Linked DNA regions of Mus musculus: region 1 is linked to region 2. A link is a contact called in public HiChIP or PLAC-seq data. All regions are on one chromosome and are shown on one strand. Each heading gives the region's core, a stretch centred on a gene start, on an enhancer-like site or on the middle of the called end of the contact. The rest is flanking DNA. Distances are from core to core; before and after follow the strand shown. Region 1 has its middle 30 kb from the start of Gm10494. Region 2 has its middle 30 kb from the start of Gm32954.

Region 1 (3,021 bases), core at 311-2,810, 120 kb after region 2:
TTCCTTGCACTTCATTTCTTACCTAAGTCAGTTATATTTTCTGTACCTCCCTGGCCAAATTTCTTAACATCATAATCAGATTCCTCTTGTGAGATGGGGTGGCCAAATCTCATGGCTTTGGGGGTTAAGAAGGCTAAGGAAGTAGCTTTGAAATGTTAGTTGTCAGCAGTGAGAAGCAGTCAGAAACTTAACTTGTCCAGGAAGATGGTCAGTTATTCATTCCACTCCTCTCATAACCACAATCTTTCCTGCAGGGGAAAAAGAACACGCCCTTCTCGGACCTTCTCAGCCTCCAGGTCTCGGTTTTATGTAACTTTCTCAGCTAGGTCTATGTCAGCCACTGCCAAGCAGGCGGTGTCTATATTTTTCTTAAGTACATTTCCTGCCATTTAGTTTACAGTCTTGATCAGGATGTGAACTTATTTGTCAGGCTGTTCCTTATCTATGTCCAGCCTCTACTACCCTCCCTGAGGTCAGACCTCTTTCTGCTGTATGCTCTCTCCCTCTCCCTCTCCCTCTCCCTCTCCCTCTCCCTCTCCCTCTCCCTCTCCCTCTCCCTCTCCCTCTCCCTCTCCCTCTCCCTCTCCCTCTCCCTCTCCCTCTCCCTCTCCCTCTCCCTCTCCCTCTCCCTCTCCCTCTCCCTCTCCCTCTTCCCTCCACCTCTCCCCCTCCCTCTCCCCTTCTCCTATCTCTCTCCCTCCCTCTCCCCCTGCCCCTCTCCCCCTCCCTCTGCCCTCCCCCTCTCCCTCTCGCCCCTCTCCCCTCCCCCCCCTCTCTCCCTCCCTCTCCCCCTCCCTCTCTCCCTCTCCCTCTCCCGCTCCCCCTCTCCCCCTCCCCCTCCCCCACTCCCTCTCCCTCTCCTTCTTCTAATATAATTAAGTTTGTGCTACTTATATTTATCATATCTTATATCTTAAGATTCTGAGCTTTTAAAGAATCTGAAATAGCTTGCCTTCCCACCCCCTCCCCCCGGCTGCTTTTCTGCTTGCTTTGGCAGGGGGAAAAAGTGTAATGTTTTATTTTTTTGAACTTACAGAACTCATTAGTATAATTCAAAGAAATGATATTTTAAGATATGGAACTTTATGGATTATTGCTATCAGTACCAGATATTTTCTACTTGCCTCATGAGATAAAATCTCCCAAAAATGTGTTACACTAGCATCCTATTTTTTAGTGAGACAAAGCAAAAGCAACCCACGAATTAACATCAACCATCCCCTGAACTGGGTATCCTCCCAGAACTGAACCGCAGTGTTCTTGAAGATACACCAAATGTTAGGTTAGTAACATGTTTGACATCTACATATGTGGGGGGAGACAAGCATGCCGAAAACCTGTAATTGAATAGCATTAATAGTAACTGTTGAACTGAAAAAGAAAAAGAATTTACATTTAAACATAGTAGTTGGTAGGCACATAAATAGCATTGGAAATAGTTATATACAAATTTCAGAAAATTTCCTCATTTCCCTGTTGACTTTGGCCAAGGTAACTGAAGAGATTCCATAAAGATGACATCTCATCCCAATCCTATTATCTTGAGCAATTTCAGTGGTCAGCTAATTGTCTAGTTCCTGTTATTAGTCAGGGTTCATACGAGCCAGTATGGTTTTCCAGAACTGACTACCTCCTAAAAGACAGAAAACCCAATAGCTACCTCTCTTGACAAACTAGAGGTAATTGCATACAACAGCCTTGTAGAAAGCATAGAAAAGTCCCCCAAAACTTTCTTGGTTTGGATCCCAACAGGTCCAATCTGACCTTAGATATTTTTTTTAGAACTACTGACAGCAGAAATTTGTAAATGATGGCCTTTCTCATGGCATCCACCAAGTATCCCTCAAATGAAGATTGTTTAGTGGCATTGACTTGAAAAAAAATTTTTTTAAATATGTTGAAGACTACACTTTCCCTGCTCAAAATGGTCCAGCATCAATGTCATTAGTTTTCTTAGTCAGAACCTGAAGCCGTCCCATATCTAGTGACTCAGAGACTGGTAGCTAAGACCTGACGGAGCTGCAAGCATGCTAAAAGATGAGAATCATTAATGGATCTTGTAGATTCTCCAAAGAAGCCTTGGTGAAAAGAAGTCTGGAAAATGTGCACTCAGGGAGGACAACAATGGTCACTGAGTCATGCCTCAGCCATCACTGTGTGTAGGAAAGTCAGCCTATGACATATTTGTTAAGTAATGGAGTGGATAAAATGAGAGACTAGAAGACTTTGTGGTAGATGACATCTTGTGGCATACAAGTCCTGCTTTACTCCTTCATCTTCCTGCCTTCTCTCACGTACTAAGTCACATGGGACCAGATATGAGAGGTCTAGACTTGCGTCTTAACTCTGCTTTTCTTAGTGTTGGAGAAGTTGCTCTGGGTTTCTACCTGTTTCTCAATCAGAGGTAAAAAACAAAACAAAACCAGGGTATTTTATTATAGATGTCAGAAGCTAGAAAGGGTCTCTTGGAGGTGGGAGGAGAAGAACCCCTAAGCTAGGTAAGGGATAATTGAATGCATGTAATATGAAAGTAGATGGGGGAGGTGTAAACACTGAGAGTAGAAAGGTTTAGTTAGGGATGGGAATACGCGGATGAGGAGTGTATAGAGAAAGGTCTAACCAATGCTAAAGATGTGTAAAAAGTCTTATGGAAACTCACTACTTTGTACAGTAATTAGAAATGTAGAATTTTTTAAAGGAATCTAAATAAAGTTACTCTGTATGGCTGGCTAATGCTTCTCTCAAAGGCCACGGGGTGGTAAGCAAAGATCCCAGTACCAGGAGTGAAATACCTCCCTATGGATTTGCTGATCAGAGAGGGCTCAGAGGTGCCTAAAACAACACAGGCTATTGCCATTCATTTGAATGTCCACCAGAACAGATGGGGAGCCCATATTACTGAAGGTACTGCACTTTGAGCACAGGACACAGAAAAATCAAGCTAGAACTGCCTTGAAAACTTCCTCCCTGCTGGCTAGGTTTTCAAAGTGCTCGAAGTTGCAATGCAGGCTGCTGGGGAGG
Region 2 (2,925 bases), core at 287-2,786:
TTGCAGTTGCAAGGTTACAAATTCATTCAGATCCATTGTGTTGGCCTTGTACCAACACTGAAGCTGACAGTAGTTTCCTCTCTTCTGTCAGGCCTTGGAGATTTGATATGAATGAAAACTGTAAGAACAAGTCTCTACCTAACCCAGGTTGCTGTGAGGCAGAGAACCCTGGATGAAGCCAGTGTCAAACACCTGATAGGATGGCAAGGACTTAGGGGACAAGTGAGAAGGAGAATACCCTCAACTCAGAGTCGCTGCATAGGATAGCAAGGAGAGCTCCTTCAAAGTGAAACAGACAATGTGTCTCAAGGGACTCAAAGAATCCTACTATCAACAAGGAAACTCCAATAGATTCCCTCAAGCTTTTCATCGACAGCCAGAGAATTGTAGCTAAGACAGAAAACAGTAAATGGAGGAAGTCGATGTGATTGGAAATGAGGGGTAGATGGGTGGTTCAGATATTCCTTTAGTTTTTTCCTTTCCTTTGAAGTGTTTATTTTTTATTTTAATTTAGGTATTTTATTTAATATTCATACATGCATATAATGCGCCTGGATCAGACCCATTGCCTAGTCCCTTCTCTCCAATCCATCCCTTACCAACACTTTCCCTCCCAATGCCATGTTCTCTCTTTCTCTTTGAGACAAGGTCTCTATGTAGACCAGGCTAGCCTTGAAGTCATAGAGATCTGTCTGCCTCTGCCTCCTGAGTTCCGGGATTAAAGGCATGTACTCCTACACCTAGCTCTCCTTTTCTTAATGGACACTTGAAGCTCCCTGTTTATGCATGGGTGTGGAACATCTAGTGGGGCATAGGAAGTGTCTTAGAGCCCTTATCCTTTCTCTTCCCCAGTAATTCTCAAATGCCAGGAGTTCCTCAGGTGGAGGTAGACCCTTAGGGTCCCTTTCCCTCTAGCCTGGGATTTTGGCTGGCTTGCTCTTGTATAATTCTTGTTTGTACAGTCCCAGTGGCTGTGAATTCATAAGTGCAATGGTCCTTACTACTCTGTTTTTTATACCCAGAGGGTACAGACCCAGGAGCCTCAAGGCCACTCTGATTCTCTAGCTTGTCTCAGTGATGTGGCCTTGAGGATCTCGGCACTCTGTGTTCAGGAATGTATTTGGGAAATTATCATCCTGATGATAATCTTTTACAGATATCAAACTTGTATTTAGTTATATGGATGAGCCCATCACAAGGAATAGTGGCACCTAATTTTAGTGCCCCTGTTTACTGGTCTGTGATTTTATTCACATCCATAGAGGAAAAACAACAGGGTAAGGTGTTTAGTGGAAGCATCCCAGTGGGTTATTTTGTAGTGAATGAAAGGAAGGCAGAGGAAGAGTTCAGCAAACCAAGATGACTTGCTGAGGCTACACTGGTGCTGACCTGGAGGAGAGCAGTCACATTTACACACGGAGGCAGCAGTTATTTGCATCCCAGACTGCTTCTTTGTTAGTGCCAGCCTGCAGTAAGTGGGGAGGAAATGCACAATGGAAAATGCTCTGTTTCTGATTCACACCATTGGACGCTGTATTCCATTCTCGTGGAATGCAGGTTTTGGAAATTCCACAAGTGTACCCTCATCTCGAGAATGTAAAAGGCGGTTTTATGTGGATATCAAGCACATAGATCATCGAAATTGGTATTTGAGGTTTGCATACTAGAGGATTTTTTTCTTTTTTTAACTTGAAGCCTGCTTCTTCAGAACTAGAAGGCAACGCCTTGGGATTTTGCAGTTGTTTACATGGTACGTGTGTGTATGTGCCACAGCTCCTTCAAGTGAAAATTATGAAATAAATTTAAATGTGGAGCTGGTAGTGAATCTTTGTTTCTACTCCTACCCTTCATTTTGAACGTCTAGTTTTATCAAGCTTTGGTAATACTAAGGTGCTATTGTTAAAGTACCCTTATCATTTTATACTTACTGACTTGGAAATGGCTAGGAGTAAGTAGTATTGGTATGTAAGTATAAGAACAAGGGAATTTTTATTTAGATTTATCTTTTTATGCATTTTAGTGCTATTTTATAAGATAGAACACACAAATCCATCAGAGTTTTCTACATAAAAATTTGTATTTTTCTTTTTAATATTCAAGACATTTCCATTAGCAAACAAAACATGGCAGCTTCTACTATATAGTGGCTTAGTTCTTTGAAACTGTTCACAATTTCTTTTAAGATTTATTTTAAACTTCTTTAGCCTGTGATTAAATTCTCTTTATATTTCAAGCTACCAAAGTCCCAGCTTCTCTCTCTCTCCCTACCTTCTTTCTCTCTCTTGCTCCTTCCTTTTATTGCGCACTTCCAGATTTTAGTGACATATCTACATCATTGTCCCAGCCTTCATCCCAGCCACATGGTTTTCCAGAGTCCTGATGTCCATGTCTGTCTTCTAGTGTGAGCGCTGGCCTGTTTTCCAAATGTCCAAATCATAGTTGGACAGGTCTAGAAGTTTAATTGAAGACATACAGGGAGTTCTGTGAAAATGAAAAAAGGCATAGTTCATAGCACAAAGGTGGTACTGTGGCTCAAGGGCCAAACCTCAACTTCTGAATTTTGTGCACCCACCTTAGCTCCCTGCTCTGTCATCTGACATACAGCTCTTTCCCTGAAGGAACTCTAGTCATCCTCCTTCAGAGAATTGGTCTCCTGTTCTCTTCTTAGCAAAAAGTGTCCCACAGTATTGTCAACTTCCTAAAAAGGAAATACCTGCCATGAAAAAGTGTGAGCTCAGTCCTCCAAAGGCTGGTCTCAAATAACTGTCTGAGCTAAGTGGCTCCTGTCCATAGTAAGGGATATAACGTTTTCTCTACTTCTATAAGGCTATAGTCATTCTAAGCATGCATTCCATTTATATTACAGAACAGAAGTCAGTAAGATGGACCATGTCATCTATATCTGAGTTTATGAGAGCTTGCCTT

The links. HiChIP or PLAC-seq counts read pairs in DNA pulled down with a chosen protein or histone mark.
Region 1: an H3K27ac HiChIP or PLAC-seq map of the NIH/3T3 cell line shows a contact between it and region 2, with 2.9 times the contacts expected there. The contact joins two enhancer-like sites. A contact is called at or near these places in 1 of 15 datasets of contacts at CTCF or cohesin (the NIH/3T3 cell line), 1 of 484 Hi-C or Micro-C datasets (embryonic fibroblasts) and 3 of 115 datasets of contacts at active chromatin or transcription factors (the NIH/3T3 cell line, embryonic fibroblasts and embryonic stem cells).

Annotation. Positions count from the first base shown.
Region 1 is chr17:79,538,686-79,541,706 of GRCm38.p6, forward strand. No RefSeq gene overlaps it. Among named protein-coding and RNA genes, the nearest start is that of Gm10494, 30 kb to the left of the region's middle. Within about 2 kb of position 1,561, at least 23 of the 459 cell types and tissues checked have an H3K27ac peak or open chromatin away from gene starts, as enhancers often do. A contact at or near this core is called in the NIH/3T3 cell line and embryonic fibroblasts, where this site is marked.
Region 2 is chr17:79,420,290-79,423,214 of GRCm38.p6, forward strand. No RefSeq gene overlaps it. Among named protein-coding and RNA genes, the nearest start is that of Gm32954, 30 kb to the right of the region's middle. Within about 2 kb of position 1,537, at least 18 of the 459 cell types and tissues checked have an H3K27ac peak or open chromatin away from gene starts, as enhancers often do. A contact at or near this core is called in the NIH/3T3 cell line and embryonic fibroblasts, where this site is marked.